Linked DNA regions of Mustela erminea: region 1 is linked to region 2. Evidence: chromatin contacts called from public Hi-C data. All regions are on one chromosome and are shown on one strand. The core of a region is the stretch at or near the end of the contact, and the rest is flanking DNA. Distances in the headings are between cores, read along the strand shown. Region 1 holds the start of C20H16orf92. Region 2 holds the start of C20H16orf54 (transmembrane protein C16orf54 homolog).

Region 1 (2,700 bases), core at 39-2,538, 220 kb before region 2:
AAGTCTATGTCAAGAGCCAAGCAGACCCCTGCCCTCCATCCCAAGAAGCTGTAGCTGACCCAGGACCCTGCCAGGCCACACAGCGTTAGCGTGGCTGGGGAGGGGCCTGATTCTGTTCCGGGAGCTTCTCAGGGATCAGCTGAGCTCTCCATGCGAAGGGTGAGGAGGGTAGGAGAGACATGTGGAGGGCGAGGAAGGCCCTTCCTCAGCCTCCCAGCTCCTAAGGCAGATCGACCCTTCACCCCAAGACTCCCCCCCTCCCCACCGCTCCCAGGGCAGCTTCCCACCTGTTTCCACGGCCGCCAGCCCAGCCAGCCACGCCCATGCCCACGCCCACTGCCGCAGCCTCATGACCCTTCCGCTCCTGGGACAGGGTTGGGGGCTCTGTGACGTCATAGCCTGGGGTCATTCTGAGCATGAGCTCTGCGGTGAGGGGCGAGAGAAAGCACTGGGAGCTGGGACCCTTCCCCCAAGTCCCCGCATCAGAAGACACTTTAGGACCCCCCTTGCCCAGGGCCTTCACCGTTGGGGCGATGCCAGTGATAAAACAGTAACGGGACAGTCCCAACATTTAGAACTAGGAGGGACCCGGGACAAGCTTGCTGGAAGCTGGGACTAAGGAGAGGTGCCTTATGTAGCAGGCACCGTCTTTCCTGGGGGGAGGGGCAGGGATAAACACTTCCAGTGACCCCCCAGCCCCATCCACTGTGACATGGACTCCGTTACCCATCGCAGCTAGCCTGTCCTCCATATACTGAAAAGGGAACCAAGGCACAGAGGAGCAAAGTCATGTGGGCGACGCACACTTCCCAGGGCCGGGCATTTTCCTCTCTGAGGCAACCCTCTGCCTGTGCCCCCAGATTCAAGGGCATGGGGGTGTCCCTTAGCGCTCCGCGGAGGATGACCCTGGGGTTGGGAGCCAGGAGAAATAACAGGCGTGTCCCACTAGGTGGCAGCAGTGCTCCCGGTCGCCGGTTTCCCTCCCCGCCGCGAGGGCCCCGCTCCAGCTCCTCCAAGCCCTCCTCCCGCCTCTTCCCGCAGGTGCCGCAGGAGAAGGTGCTGCTGCGGGAACGGCTGGCTCGGGGGTGGTCGGAGGGAAGGCCCGCCCATCTCGAGGCAGGCCCTTTGGTCACCCACAGCGCCCTGGCAGGCTCCCCTCTCTGGGTGGGGTCCCCCAAGGACCATCCCGTTTCCCATTTCCGATCCCCGCTGTTGTCTGTCACTTCCCCACAGCCACCGTCCATCCTGCGGGCCCTCTCAGCCTCAGAGTTAGCTCTCGTCTGATTGGCAGACGGGCCTGTCCGTCACCGATGTGTCCCGCCCCCCCAAGCCCAAGGACACTTCAGGGTCTTCTTGGTTTGACTACACAGATGCCTGTTGGACAGTCTCTGCCAGTGCGGGTCCTGTGACTTCCCCCAAGCCAGGCACGTGTCCGTGGCGTGTTGGGGGGGGGGGTGTCTTCCGTCCTGTGATGGAGGCGCCCTCCTCCCATGGATCCCCACTCCTCTTTTTTGCCCTGGGGCTTCCCTCTGTGTCCTCACAGTAGCCCGCAGTCAGGTGGGTCCTGGCTCTGCTCAGCTTCTATTTCCCAAACGATGAAGCTCAGGGAGGAGAAAATGGGAGGAGAGGAGGCACAGGCTAACGTCTGACGTCTAGGGATGTCCTGAGGGCCTCTCTCCCCTACCCTGCTCTCTCTTCTAAGAAAGAGAAAGGGACTTACCCAAAGTCCTGGCCCCCGTTTAGCCAGGAGAAGGGCTCCAGAGCCTTAAGTCACGGGAGTAGATCCTGGAGTCTCCTCACCCGCCCCGAAAGAGTGCAGCTGCTCTCCAGCAGAAAAGGCCTTTTTGACACTGACAGTGAAGTAAATATTGAGTTCCTGCTCTGTGCCGGGCTCCATTTGTGGCCTAGATAGGAATCACCAGGGCTTGGTCTCTGCCCTCAGGGATCACAGGGGAAAGAACTCTTGGGTGCACATCATTCGGGTAGAGACAGATGACCCCTCAGGGGCTGTCTACACTTGATGTCTCCGCTTCTGTTCTTCAACCCCTTCCGACCTGGCTCTGTCCTTACCACTCCACTGAAGCCACTTTTGCCAAGTCTAACAATGACCTCCTAACTTGCCAAAACTGATGGTTAGTGTTTTTCATTCCATCCGTCCCGTCTCGCAGCAGAACCATGCCCTTGCCTCTCGGTGTGAGAGCCGTGGGCACCCATTTTCAGGGTTCTACCTTCTCCAGCCAGCTCAGCCTTGGACCTTCCCTTTTGTCTATATTCTCTCCCCCTAGGTGATCTCATTCAGTCTCATGGCTTTAAATACCATCTATATGCTGGTGACTCACAAATGTATATTTCCAGCCTAGTCCTCCCCTCTGAGCTCCAGACTCCTCCACCCAACTTCCTGCTTCGTGTCTCTCTATGTCCCAAACCATCTCCAACTCAAGAGATCACACATGGGCCTCTCGGTTCTCCTATTCCAAACTGGGCTCCTGCTTTCCATTGCCGCAAACGGGTCTCCCCGTTCCTTGAGCCAGGAGTCACCTTAACCGCCCCCCTCCCCCCCGCCGCAGACAGAGCAATCATCAAGCCCTGGTGGCTCAGTTCCAACATAAACCTCAAATCCATCCTCCTCTCTTGTCCTCCATTGCTGCCCACTCTTCCCAGCCAACCCCAGGCCTCCCCTGGTATTTTCGACAGCCTGTG
Region 2 (2,700 bases), core at 17-2,516:
ACTCGATCCCAGGCCCCTGGGATCACGAACTGAGCTGAAGGCAGACGCTTAACCAACTGCGCCACCCAGGTGCCCCCAGCATATGGTTTTCAAGGTTCACCCATGTTGTAGCAGGTGTCAGACTGTCCTTCCTTTTTAGGGCTGAATAATAGTCCGCTGTGTCCATGCATAGGTGGGTATGCATACGGCCTTCTGTTTATCCTCCGTTGATGGACATTTTAGTTTTTCCCACCTGTTGGCTGCTGGGAATAACACGGCTAATCAACAGTGGTGTGCAAATACCTGTTTGACTCTGTGCTTTCAGTTCTTCTGGATATACATAGAAATATCATTGCTGGATCACCGGGTAATTCTATTTTTAATTTTTGAAGGAACTAGTTAAAAAATGTTAAGCATTTTTTTTTAAGTGATAGAATTAAAACATACAGCGGCATCTGGATGACTCAGTCAGTTAAGCATCTGACTCTTGATCTCAACTCAGGTCATGATCAGGGTCATGAGATCAAACCCCAAGTCAGCCTGCATGAGGAGCATGGAGCCTGCTTGGGATTCTGTCTGTCTTTCTCTGCACCCGCCCCGCCCCACCCCCGCCTGCCCCTCCTGTGCGCAAGCCTGCAGGACGCAGCAAGGGGAGCCCGGCTGCCCTTGTGACCATCTGGTAAGACGCTTACGTTTCAGTGGACATTCATATTACATATTGTTTAGCCTTTCTTATTCGATGGCTGTTATTTTGCAAAAGAAAATATGAACCCTGAGTAAGAGTTGCGTTGTGTTTGGTTGCTTGCTGGACTAGGAATTTAGAGCTGTGCTTCTCCGGTCCCCAACACCTACATGGGCTGTGCGACCTTGGGCACGACACGGCCCTTCTGTGGGGCCTGCTCGTCATCTGTCTGCCATCGAGTCAAACTAGACCATCTCTGAAAGGACCCAAGTGGCTGAGGACTCTCCCTCACGCCCGCCCCCAGGCTCCTCTGACCCCTGACCCCAGGAGAAAGGACCAGGGTGGCAAATGTCCAGAGCCTTGGAGATAGGCCTCAGCCCGACCGTGCATTCTTCCCAGAGGCCTTACTCCGCTCCTACCCACGCCTCACTTCACAGATGTCTTCCGGCCAAAACGGAGACCACAAGGCCAGAAGACAAGGAGATGTCTGTTCATGAGAAGGATGGGGAAGGCTGGAGGGGGTGTGGGCTGGGCGGCGGGAGCAGGTTTGGCGGGGTCCTATGGGCAGGCAGGGGACAGGGCACCCCCGTACGGGGGGAAGCCAGGAGCCTCGGGGCTCTGCAAACCGACCTCCTTCTCTGTCTCTGGGTGAACGTTCTGGGGCCTGGGGCCTGACTATGGGGTGAGCCGGAGTTCAGTACAACCAACCACTGCCCCGGTTCGGGCCCCACCTCTCTCCAGGAAGCGCCTCTCCACCACACTGACCACATCCCCCCAGGTCGCCTAGGAAACCCCACTGGGCCTGGAGGAGTTGGGGCACCGTCGCCCGGCAACAGGTGGTGCCCTCCCTTCCGCCCTCATGTGGGGCCGCTGCCCGGCACCCTCCTGCACAGGGAGGAGAGCTCCGAACAGAGAGCCGGGAGCCCTGGGGCTGCGCCGGCGTGAGGCCCCTGTAGGTGTGGGGCCCGGCGGGCAGAGGCAAGCAAGGGAGACGGAGTCGGTGGGGACAGCCACAGGTGCGGTGGGGACGCCCGACGCCTAGCACGACAGCAAGCGAAGCGGAGCCTGGAGAGAGCAAGACCTGCTTCGCGGGGAGAGTCGTGAGGCCCGGGAACGTCCAGGCCAGCCCACGGCGGGTGGGTGCTCACACAGGGCGGGAGCCGGCGGGGGGCGGGGGACTCTCGTTTCCTCACCCACGACTTCCTCTGAGGCTCCAGCAAGACCTAGGGCGCAGGGGTGGGGGGGGTGCTAGGGCCCTTAGAGTTTTGTCTGAGGCACCCCGGGGTCGTAGAGGGAACCAGGGCTTCTGGAAGCGAGCTGGGTGGGGAGCCTGAGCAGGAGTGTTGGGCTCCCGGCCACAGAGGTGCCCTGGCTCTCCAGGCTTCTGTCTCTCTCTTGCCCTTTTGGGTCCCCTTGGTTCCTCTATCCGCCTGGGTCTGCTTTCCAGGCCAGATACCGAGCCCCTTGGGCCTCTGCCTCTGTCCTCACTGTGGTCCGGACACTCGCTGCCTCTCGCGCCCTCTAGGCCGCGCCCACCCGGTCTCGATGCCTTACTCTCCCCACCCTTGTCTCTCCAGATGCCTTCCACTCCAGAGCAGCCCTTTGGGCACACGGGGGGCCTCCCTGTGCCCGAGATGGGCTCGTGGCCCCCGCTGCCGTGCGGACCCTGCATCCCCACCATGCTGGCGCTGGCCTCCCTGGCCGCGCTCTTCCTCCTGAGCACAGCCGTGTTGGCAGAACGCCTGTTCCGCCGCTCCCAGCACGCAGACCCCAGCCACCACGCGCCCACCCTGGTCTGGCGCCCCGGAGGAGAACTGTGGATCGAGCCCAGGGGCACCCCCCGAGAGCGTTCGGAGGACTGGTACGGCTCTGCGGTCCCCCTGCTGATGGACCGGGCCCCAGACCCTCCCACCCCGGGGGGCACCTTGGAGGCCCGGGCAACAGCCCCGCCTGCCCCCTCTGCCCCCCCCACCCCGCTAGCCCCCCTCTCCCCTCCCAGCTCCTTGGGCCCCCACACCCCACCCAGGGCCCCAGTCCGC

What was found. A called contact is a pair of places that touch in the nucleus more often than the background predicts.
Region 1: a Hi-C map of spleen shows a contact between it and region 2, with 3 times the contacts expected there. The contact joins the promoter of C20H16orf92 here to the promoter of C20H16orf54 in region 2. A contact is called at or near these places in 2 of 3 Hi-C or Micro-C datasets (fibroblasts and spleen).

What each region holds. Positions count from the first base shown.
Region 1 is chr20:1,323,709-1,326,408 of mMusErm1.Pri, reverse strand. It overlaps C20H16orf92, which reads right to left and starts at 1,288. Exons shown (of 4, transcript XM_032328391.1): 1 at 288-1,288. The coding sequence starts at 396.
Region 2 is chr20:1,104,459-1,107,158 of mMusErm1.Pri, reverse strand. C20H16orf54 (transmembrane protein C16orf54 homolog) reads left to right here and starts at 1,266. Exons shown (of 2, transcript XM_032327879.1): 1 at 1,266-1,797; 2 at 2,239-2,700. The coding sequence starts at 2,239. The region is part of intron 2 of LOC116580962 (a long non-coding RNA gene); the gene reads left to right.